Linked DNA regions of Neogale vison: regions 1 and 3 are each linked to region 2. The links are chromatin contacts, called in public Hi-C maps. All regions are on one chromosome and are shown on one strand. Each heading gives the region's core, a stretch centred on a gene start, on an enhancer-like site or on the middle of the called end of the contact. The rest is flanking DNA. Distances are from core to core; before and after follow the strand shown.

The links. A called contact is a pair of places that touch in the nucleus more often than the background predicts.
Region 1: a contact with region 2 is called in a Hi-C map of muscle, with 5 times the contacts expected there. The contact joins the promoter of LOC122899907 here to the promoter of MUTYH in region 2. A contact is called at or near these places in 2 of 3 Hi-C or Micro-C datasets (fibroblasts and muscle).
Region 3: a Hi-C map of muscle shows a contact between it and region 2, with 4 times the contacts expected there. The contact joins the promoter of AKR1A1 here to the promoter of MUTYH in region 2. A contact is called at or near these places in 2 of 3 Hi-C or Micro-C datasets (fibroblasts and muscle).

The regions. Positions count from the first base shown.
Region 1 is chr2:35,937,193-35,940,318 of ASM_NN_V1, forward strand. LOC122899907 (nuclear autoantigenic sperm protein) reads left to right here and starts at 1,682. Exons shown (of 15, transcript XM_044238118.1): 1 at 1,682-1,855. The coding sequence starts at 1,797.
Region 2 is chr2:35,691,437-35,694,549 of ASM_NN_V1, forward strand. MUTYH (adenine DNA glycosylase) reads right to left here and starts at 1,597. Exons shown (of 16, transcript XM_044238101.1): 1 at 1,549-1,597. TOE1 (target of EGR1 protein 1) reads left to right here and starts at 1,730. Exons shown (of 8, transcript XM_044238110.1): 1 at 1,730-1,861; 2 at 2,614-2,762; 3 at 2,852-2,892; 4 at 3,026-3,113. The coding sequence starts at 1,810.
Region 3 is chr2:35,911,907-35,914,933 of ASM_NN_V1, forward strand. It overlaps AKR1A1 (aldo-keto reductase family 1 member A1), which reads left to right and starts at 1,311. Exons shown (of 9, transcript XM_044238117.1): 1 at 1,311-1,561.

The sequences.
Region 1 (3,126 bases), core at 432-2,931, 250 kb after region 2:
TTTTGTCCTTGAAGCCTAGTGCAAAGCCTTTCATATCATAGTTGCTCTGTGAATATTAGTTTAACATATGAGTGGATCACACAAGGCACTAGACTGGATTTCTCTGGCCCTCGCTCTGCCTGCAAGGACTCTGAAGAGATCTCCCCCTCCCCACAACCCTCCAGTCAATCCCTCCAGTCACCGTGTTCTCAGACAGTTATAGCCATTTAATGACTGCTTCACTTGAGCAAGGTACAGTGCTGATTGTTGAAACAAGCATTTCCTCTAACTCTCACAATATCCTTGATGGGTGAATACTAATATTGTCCTCATTTTACATCAATTTTTTAAAAAAAATTTTTATTTATTTATTTGACAGAGAGAGATCACAAGTAGGCAGAGAGTTGGGGAAGCAGGCTTCCTATTGAGCAGAGAGCCGGATGTGGGGCTGGATCCCAGGAGCCTAGGATCATGATCTGAGCCGAAGGCAGAGCCACCCAGGCGCCCCAATTTTAAAAGATTACATGATTTGGCTGAGGTCACCCAGCTAATAATGGGAACCCCAGGTCTGTTTGCTACCAGAGAATTGGTATTTCCAAGTCCAGCTCTATGCCCCCCAGATTTCAAGTTGTCTGACACTTTACATACTGGAGGTAGATTTCTTTGTAGGGAAGTCTTTCCCAGGGTATCAAACCTGGACAGAAATAAAATCCCCGTTGATCACTGTAGGGAAGGCCAGGCTGGAAGGTGATGGATGATACTCCAGGTGTGAGAAAGTGCAGCCACTCCAGCCAGTCATCCTCCACTCTGCCAGTTGCAGGAAATGAGGCACTCTGCTTTCCATAGCCGACTTGTCTTCCAACTTTCTGAACAAGTTACACCTTCCTGAATCTTGGTTTCTATTTCTACCAAATGGGGCTGATAATCCAGATCTCACAAATAGCGTTGATAATATTAAATAAAACCGCCAACAGTTTTAAAGTGTCTAAGCACGGTACTCCGGCACACAGGGGAAAACGACAAACGGTAGCTCTGAATGGAGGAAAAGAGCTGGGAGCACTAAACCAGCGGGATCTGGAGTCTGGGTAGGGCCTAAGAGGATGGCGTCAGCGGATTGGGCCAGCCGAAGGGGGCGGGCCCAGAGGGGAGGAGCCAGCGTCCCGCCGCACTACTGACTTTGAATCAAGCGCCGTAAGTTTCGGCGGTAGCCAATCCTAGGATAGCATTTTCTTGCGTCAACTGTTGCTGAGGCTCAGAGCCACAAGTCTCTCACCGAAATCAGTTCTAGCCGTTGCTGCTGTACCCGTGCTCGGTTCTTACGTGTCTATCCGTTAGGACTGAGAGGACGGGTAGAAAGTTTTGGTCATCTCCCTGAAAATCAGGGCAGGAAAGAGATCCTCGGCTACACGGTCCAAACATGCAGAGCAGCACCAGCTTCCCCTTATGTGCAAGCCGCTGGCCGACGCCCAGTCAGGAGTTGTAGTACCAAGATTCCAGTTCTTATGCAACTTTTAGAGAAGCAGGAAGTTGCTTTTTGGGGGGAAAGCGGGTCAGGGAGGGAAGGTACCCCGCAGATAGAGACGGCGAGAGCGAGAGTGTCCTTGGACTGGACTGTGGAAGTCCTGGCCCTTTAAACTGATGGGGGAGGATCCGGAAGTGGATGGGCGGGGCAAAGGGCTCTGGTTTATAAAGGGGCCCAGCCGCGCGGGGTCTCCAATCTGCCATTTTCTGTCCCTGAATAGGTCTCTGGCGTCCCAAATTCCCTGTTTTCCTCACAGACTCTATTCCGCCCGTTGGTCCACCACCTCAGGGGAACGATGGCCGCAGAGTCCACAGCCACTGCCGCCATCGCTGCGGAGCTGGTTTCCGCCGACAAGTAAGCGGGACCGTGGAGAGGTTGAGGCACTGGCCAGTCCACGGGGAGGGGGTGGTGGACTGGGGCTCCCCGGGAGGGACGGACCCGTGAGAGGAAGGACTTGCTTCCCACCGAGCAGCCGTCGCAGTTCGGGGAGGCCCGGGCTGTAGAAACCCACCCTTTGCAGAGAATCTCGCGCATTAGCAGTAACACTAGTTGGCTGGCGCCCCCTGCCCCGCTTTTCGCGGCCGCCATCTTGCCGGGGGCAGCGGCGGCTGCTCCATCGTCTGCCCCTCTCCTTCCTCCCCCGGCCCGGGGCTATCGGGGAGGAGGCGGGGCCACAGGGCTCCTGTCTGTCTTCTTTATGTCTGTGCTGTCCCCGCACTCCTGGCTCGCGCATCCAGTAGTGTCCCTAAACAACCCGGGAAAATAACTAACAGATTTGGCGCCAAAAAAAAAAAAAAAAAAAAAACCACCAAAAAAACCACCCCACGGGGGGGGAAAAAACCACCCTTGCACGAGGTGGAAGGCTGGCCTGGTGGGCTCGGGAGGGGGCGGGGTCTTCAGGGGGCGGGGCCACGCGCGCTAGGGTTAGCTTTCCTCCGCTGGCTGGGGAGCAGGGGGCGGGGTCCTGAGGAGGCGGGAAAACTCCATTGTTTGGGGCTGTGCGGTTCGCCCAGATTATCCAACTTCCGCGGTGTGGCGTGGTGAAGCTTGTTTGCTACCGTCTCCTCGCCCATCTCCTGCCCCCCTCCTCTCAGCTATCATCGTTCTTAGGCCTCTGGTGGAGAGCATAGTGACTCTTTAGGCCTAGGGAGTGCTGGCGAGAAACTTGGCTGCTTCGGTGGGATGCTTTGCGTCCCACCTAGATACTAGGTGGGACGCAAAGCATCTTCACCTAGCGCTGCGTGGAACTCCTTACTTCAGTCAGTGTTTGGTTGCTGGGTGAATGGGCGGTTGTATGCACGAAATGTATTAGGTGGTCTGGGTAGAAACGATTGCCTTGAAAGCGTTACAGTGTTTGTCAGACAAGGTATTTCTTGAACAGTGAAAGGGGACACTCGGTTAATTAGAGGAAGCAAGTGCCGTTTCCATCTGGTGGGTCTAAATTCCCAATCATCCCTTGATTTTAAGAGCCTGGTTTTATTTTTTCCCTTACACACCTTAGAAGTTCGCTTCTTCCACTATAGAGAGGTTGCTGTGAGGTTTTATTAGTTTATAGACTTAGACTCTGATGGTGTTGGTACATTCCAAGTTACTAGAGATTTACTTATCTCTACGCTGCCTACCAC
Region 2 (3,113 bases), core at 347-2,846:
GGGGGCACAGGATCTCTAAGTACCTTGTAAGCAATGGAGGACTTTGGCTCTCACACCCATTGCTCTGAGAACCCAATCCTCTTAACATAGTCTTGTAGGCTCCAAAGATCCCCACTTGCCTCATCTCCTCACTCACTATGCTCCAGCCATATTTGCCTTAATAGTTGCTTCAATCCCCCACATATCTGTCCGCCTTGACATCTCACCCAATCCTTTTTCTCTCTTTGGACAGCTCTTACCCTGTTCTTCACCTAACAGTTACTCTTTCAGGTCTTTCCCCCTCCCCCCTTTTTAAAAGATTTTATTTAATTATTTGACAGAGAGAGAGAGAGAACAAAGCAGGAGGAGCAGCAGAGGAAAAAAAGCAGGCTCCCCACTGGGGAGCCTGATATGGGGCTCCATCCCAGGACCCTGGCTGGGATCGTGACCTGAGCCAAAGGCAGATGCTTAACTGACTGAGCCAACCAGTCACCCCATTCTTTCAGGTCTTGACTTAAATGTCCAAATCAGCCCCCCTCCGCTAGTCGCACAATCTTATGTAATTCTTCATTTTTTCCCTCTTATACTAATTGTAATTTTTTTTAAAGATTTTATTTATTTATTTGTCAGAGAGAGTGAGCACAGGCAGACAAGAGTGGCAGGCAGAGGCAGAGGGAGAAGCAGGCTCCCTGCAAAGCAAAGAGCCCGATGCGGTACTCGATCCCAGGACGCTGGGATCATGACCTGAGCCGAAGGCAGTTGCTTAACCAACTGAGCCACCCAGGCGTCCCTACTAATTGTTAGTTTCACATTTATTTATGTTTCTTTGATCAGTACCCGCTTACCTGACTTGACTACAAAACTCTATGAGCAAAGACCGAGTCTCTTTTGTTGACTACTGAGTTCCCAGTGCTGAGCACAGTGCCAGGTAAGTTGTATATAACAAGCACTGTTAAGTTAATTAACCGGATGAAATATAGTAAGAGGTTTCTTTCTTTAGAATGGGAGAAATCCAGTGCTCGCTTCCGCAGAACGTATACTAAAATGGGAGAAATCCAAACGATACTAACTAATGATGAAAAAGACTCAGTGGAGAAAGGTTGAAGATGAACTAGAAACAGTAAATAAAGAAAGGGCTGAGACTCCTTGATGGGAACCAGAGCCCAGGAGACAGAACCGGCCTCTAGTAACGGCTCACGGTATCAGGATTCAAGTGCAATCACCCTGGAGGTCAACTGTACCTCCTGTCCGGATTATTGCAAAGGCTTCCCTGCCAGTCGGTGGCTCTAACCCCTCTGGCAGCCTCGTCTCGAGTCCCCCTACCAGCCTTTTCACTTCTGGAAGTGAGGTCTCCATTCTGCTTGTGAATTTACCTACTACCATTAGATCCTTTCTCCCTACACTGCCCTGTCTGAGCCTAACTCCTGGGCGCGCTTCAGGCTGGCCTGGGCAGCCTCCCAGCCTCCCAGCCGCTGGGGACTGCCATCCCCACCCCGGGGCCGCGTGGATGAAGACCGCATAAAGCCGCCGCTGGCGTTCCCGCCCGGAGAACGCAGAGAACGCCATTACCTCCCGTTCAGTCTCCCGCGCCCGGCTTACGACGCGCTCCGGGGGCGTGGCTCCGACCGCATGGCGCCAGCCAATAGGTCCCCGCGCGCGCCGGGCCGCCCCCATCCCTGCCAGACCCGGGAGGTGTGAACGGAAGTCCGACCCGTGGGCGACTCGGAGGGCGAGGCCCCGCCCCGTCCCCCACCGCCGGAGCCGCGCGGAGAGCAGGCAGGCGGAAGCTCCGCGTATCCACCAACTACTCAAGCGAGGGCGCGCGGTGTCATGGCTGCCGACAGTGGCGATGGCGCAGCCTCAGCCCCAGCGGCCCCTGACGGTGAGTGGCTTCCGGGGACTTCCCGCTTTAAAACCCTGTGCGCACCGGAGAGGGGAAGGCCTCGGGCTCTCGGCTGTAGAAACTAACGTTCAGAGGACCAGCTCTTTCCTTCTGAGCCAGCCACGAGGAGACTACAAATCCCGGCGGGCAGCGCGGCTCGGGCTGCGAGAGCCTGGCGCGTTGAGAGCAGTCGGGGCGGGTAGGGGCGTGTCGGGAGGTGTAGTCTAGAGTCCTGGTTCTGTTGCGTGGTGCGGGTCCGAAGGAAGTGGAATGTATTGGGAGCTTGGCTTTGAGAAATTATTTATGAGGCTCTGAAGGGTACTAGTTACCGTTGCTTGTGACTCCTGGGGCCCCGTGGGAACAGTTCTATGGAGCTTTGGGAGGCATTAAAGGAGTCGCATTCCTCAAGCCCTGAGAAGGATTTCCTGCGGGATGTGGGAAGAAGGAACCTCACAGATCGTTATCCAGCGTTCCACTTCTAAAGATTGTGGTGCTGTGGGGAGAAGCAGTTTTCCCAAAGTCTGACGTAAACCACTGAAGACGCCGGCCTTTTCCCCCCAAATTCAGAGCACTGCCTACCCCTAGGCCTGTGTGTAGAGCACATGTGATACAAAGGCTTGGAGGACAGAGGTGCGATTTCTTGCCATAATGGAAACTGCCCTCCAACATTCCACCCAGAGCCATGGCCTACACCTTGGTACCTGTTGCTCCGGGCCCCTGCCCCAGCATTACCATCCACGCACTCTCCTTAGCCTCAGGCGGTGTCAGCAAAAGCACAAAATCTGAGGAGAAGCTAGCAGTCCAGGTGCCCGTGGTGGATGTGCAGAGTGACAACTTCAAGGAGATGTGGCCATCCCTCCTGCTGGCCATAAAGACCGCAAGCTTCGTGGCTGTGGACACGGTAAGGGCAGGGGAATGGGGAGGGCAGGTAGCTGTGCAAGGGCTGGTGCTGAGAACCTGACACAAGACTCTCCCTTTACACACTCCCAGGAACTGAGTGGGCTTGGGGACAGGAAGAGTTTGCTGAACCAGTAAGTATAAGCCCTGATCTTAGTGCCAGCCTTGGCAGGAGGGGCAGACTTCATCCCTGGAGTAGAAGTCACAGTCCTGGGTGGTTTGAGGGCTAACTTCCAGCCACAGCCACCCCCTAAACCCAACCCCAAGGTGCATCGAGGAACGTTACAAGTCCGTGTGCCATGCAGCCAGGACCCGTTCTGTTCTCTCCCTGGGCCTTGCCTGCTTCAAGCAGCAG
Region 3 (3,027 bases), core at 61-2,560, 220 kb after region 2:
GCAGGCAGAGAGAGAGAGGAGGATGCAAACTCCCCACTGAGCAGAGAGCCCGATGTGGGGCTCAATCCCAGGACTCTGAGATCATGACCCAAGCCGAAGGCAGAGGCTTTAACCCACTGAGCCACACAGGTGCCCCTGGCATGTGTCTCTTGAAGGCAACTCTTTGCTAGGCTAAGATCAGTTTGAGGGATATAAAATTCTGATCACATAAGCTGGAATCTAAGTCTTTATGAGGACAGATGGCGTCAAAATTTGGACATTTGGTCTATCAGGACATCACCTGTATTGAGGCAACAGTGGGGGAATAATCCAGGGGGCAATGAAAAATGGGAAAGAATAGAATGGCAGGGAAAATTAAGTGTGGGGAGTGAAAGGCAAGAGCTACTCAGAGTGGAAAACACATATAATGCAAGACACCTCTCAGTCCAAACAGCACAGGGTATTTCAAACATAAAATCTGTAACTTAATAGCTGTGTGACTTTGGGCAAGCTGTTTTACCTGGCTGAGTCTATCTAACCTGTAAAATGCAACAGGAATATCTCCCTCACAGGCGGCTTCCAGTGTGCCGGTAACGTATGTTATCTTCACCTGGATAACAGTTACATTGGGGGAAAAAAAAAACCACAAAAACGCAGAGCTGTACGTTTAATATTTGTGCATTTTTCTCTATTTATGCTCTAAAAGGCTTACAAACAATTTAAAAAGAACATTGCCTTTACAATGGGTTTGTTGTACAAAGGGCTGTTGTGAAGATTCAATAAAAACATGTTTATAAAGTCTAGCACAGTACTGACACATTAATGCGCAGCCAGGGTCCACAGTCCAGACACAGGGACCACGACCTTCCTGCCTCTTGGAGCCCAGGGGCCCGAGGTCTTCCTTGGTACAACTTTTACGCTGCGGCTAGTCTCCCAGCCTGCTTGCTTGACTAAATAACGGGGCCAGTTCAGGTATACGCTGGAAACCCGGCCAACCCAACTCTGTGGGAGAGGAGAGCAAGCTGGTTCCGCGAATCCGCAAACAGAGGAGACACCCGCTGCACCTGCAACGTGTCACCCCGGAGCCTCCCCCGCCGCTGGGGGAAGGATCCCCAGCAGCCTAGAGCGACGTTGCCACGGCGCGCGGTGCACTGTGGGCCAGCAAAGGTACCGCCTCCCCAGCCGCTGAAGCTCCCCACGTGGCCGGCAGCTGACGCTTCACCCGGCGCCGAGTCCTCCAAACCTGCGCAGTGAAGTGTGTCTAAACAGCCAATCCGACTACTAGCAGCCGGAGGAGGAGATGGTGCAGGCTCGCAGCTCTGGCTTCCGCCCTCCCGCTTTTCACGGGGGTCAGGGGTGGGGTCCACCGCTGCGCGTGATGCTGAAAGCCCGGCCCTCTCCCCTCCACCGGGTGGAGCTTCCTCTCTACCGCCAGGCTCAAGCCGGGTCCCTGCCTTCACCATTAGGCCAATTTTCCTTGCAGCACACCGGTTCCAGAAGCTGAGACCTCTTGGGTTGTTGGCAGGACGCAGAACGGAGCAGAGATCACACCGTTTTGTTCACGCTCTGTGCTCCAGCCGAGGTGAGTTTCTCCTGCTGCAGCCCCCAACTCCTCTTCCCTGCCCCGGAATAGACCAGAGAGCGGGGTCTCTGGAGAAAGTCTGACTCGGTTTCGGATGTGAACTCTGTGTGATCTTGGAAAATTCCTCAGTTTCTCTGGATCTCAGTTTTCAGACCGATGAAGTGAGTTTCTACGTCGGAACTGTAGTGAGGATTAAGTAAAATAAAGTTTTTAAAGCGCTCGGCAAGTTTAGTTGGCCTCTTCTTTTTGTTTGCTTACCACCATGATTTTTCAGGAACTCTGGCCTTTCTGTGGGAGGGTAGACTTAGCTTACTTAGGCACCTTCCTTGGGTTTGGGGAAGTTAGGGCATAGTTTTTCTGTTGCCTCAGACCTCTGTTACAGGGAGACCGGATGGAATCTGAACTGTCATCAGATGGAATTACTATTAACTAACTCTTCCCTTCAGCTTACCTATACTCAGACTGCAAGACCCTCTAAAAGAGTCTCGATGTTTCTGATCAAGCCTGTTACCTTCCCCAAGATCTCAGTTTTCTTATTTGTACAGGAGCAATCCCAGTATCATCCTGTATGAAGCAACTGGTTTTTGTTTTGTTTTTCTGAAAATGGTAAAGTGCTTTGATATTTTCTGGAGATGATTCTTTCTAGGTTACCCAAGAAGGAAAGAAAGAAGGTGATGAAGGCAGGACTTCTTCAAATGTATCCCCCTACCTAAGCTGTCACGCTCTCTCCGCTTTGCCATTGTGTGTGTGTTTAGTGTGTTTGTGTGTGTGTGTGTGTGGGTGGGCTCACGTGTGAGTTTTTTTTTTTTTTAAAGATTTTATTTATTTATTTGAGAGAGAGAGAGACAGTGAGAGAGAGCACGAGCAAGGAGAAGGTCAGAGAGCGAAGCAGACTCCCCATGGAGCTGGGAGCCTGATGCGGGACTCGATCCCGGGACTCCAGGATCACGCCCCGAGCCGAAGGCAGTCGTCCAACCAACTGAGCCACCCAGGCGTCCCTCACGTGTGAGTTTCTATGTGTATCCATGGGGCAGGCACTCCAGGAGTGAGGGGCTCAAAAAGATGATATGCTCTGACCTGAAGGAGTACCCTGGTTTGTGAGGGAAAGCAGTATAAACCAACAACGGCATCTCTAGCGCACAGCTATGGGTGCATGAGAGCAGCAAGTGTCCGCTGAAGGGTGAGCTGCCCCTAGCCAGGCCAGGCTGGGACTTTGGGAAGCAAAGTGCTCTGGGACTCAAGTAAGTGGTGGCTGGTTCTGCAAAGTCTGAAATCTGGAGTTCGCAATGAAGAGGTGGAAAAATGAGGAAGGTGGGAGCCAGGTTAAGACAGGTATTACTAAGGAATGTAGACTTGATCCTGAAGGTTGGCAAGGACTGTTGGAAGAGTTTGAGCCTTGGGGTCACATGGTCAGTTAGTGAATGGATTGTGGGGAGAGTGGCCACACTGGAAGCAGAGAAATGGGT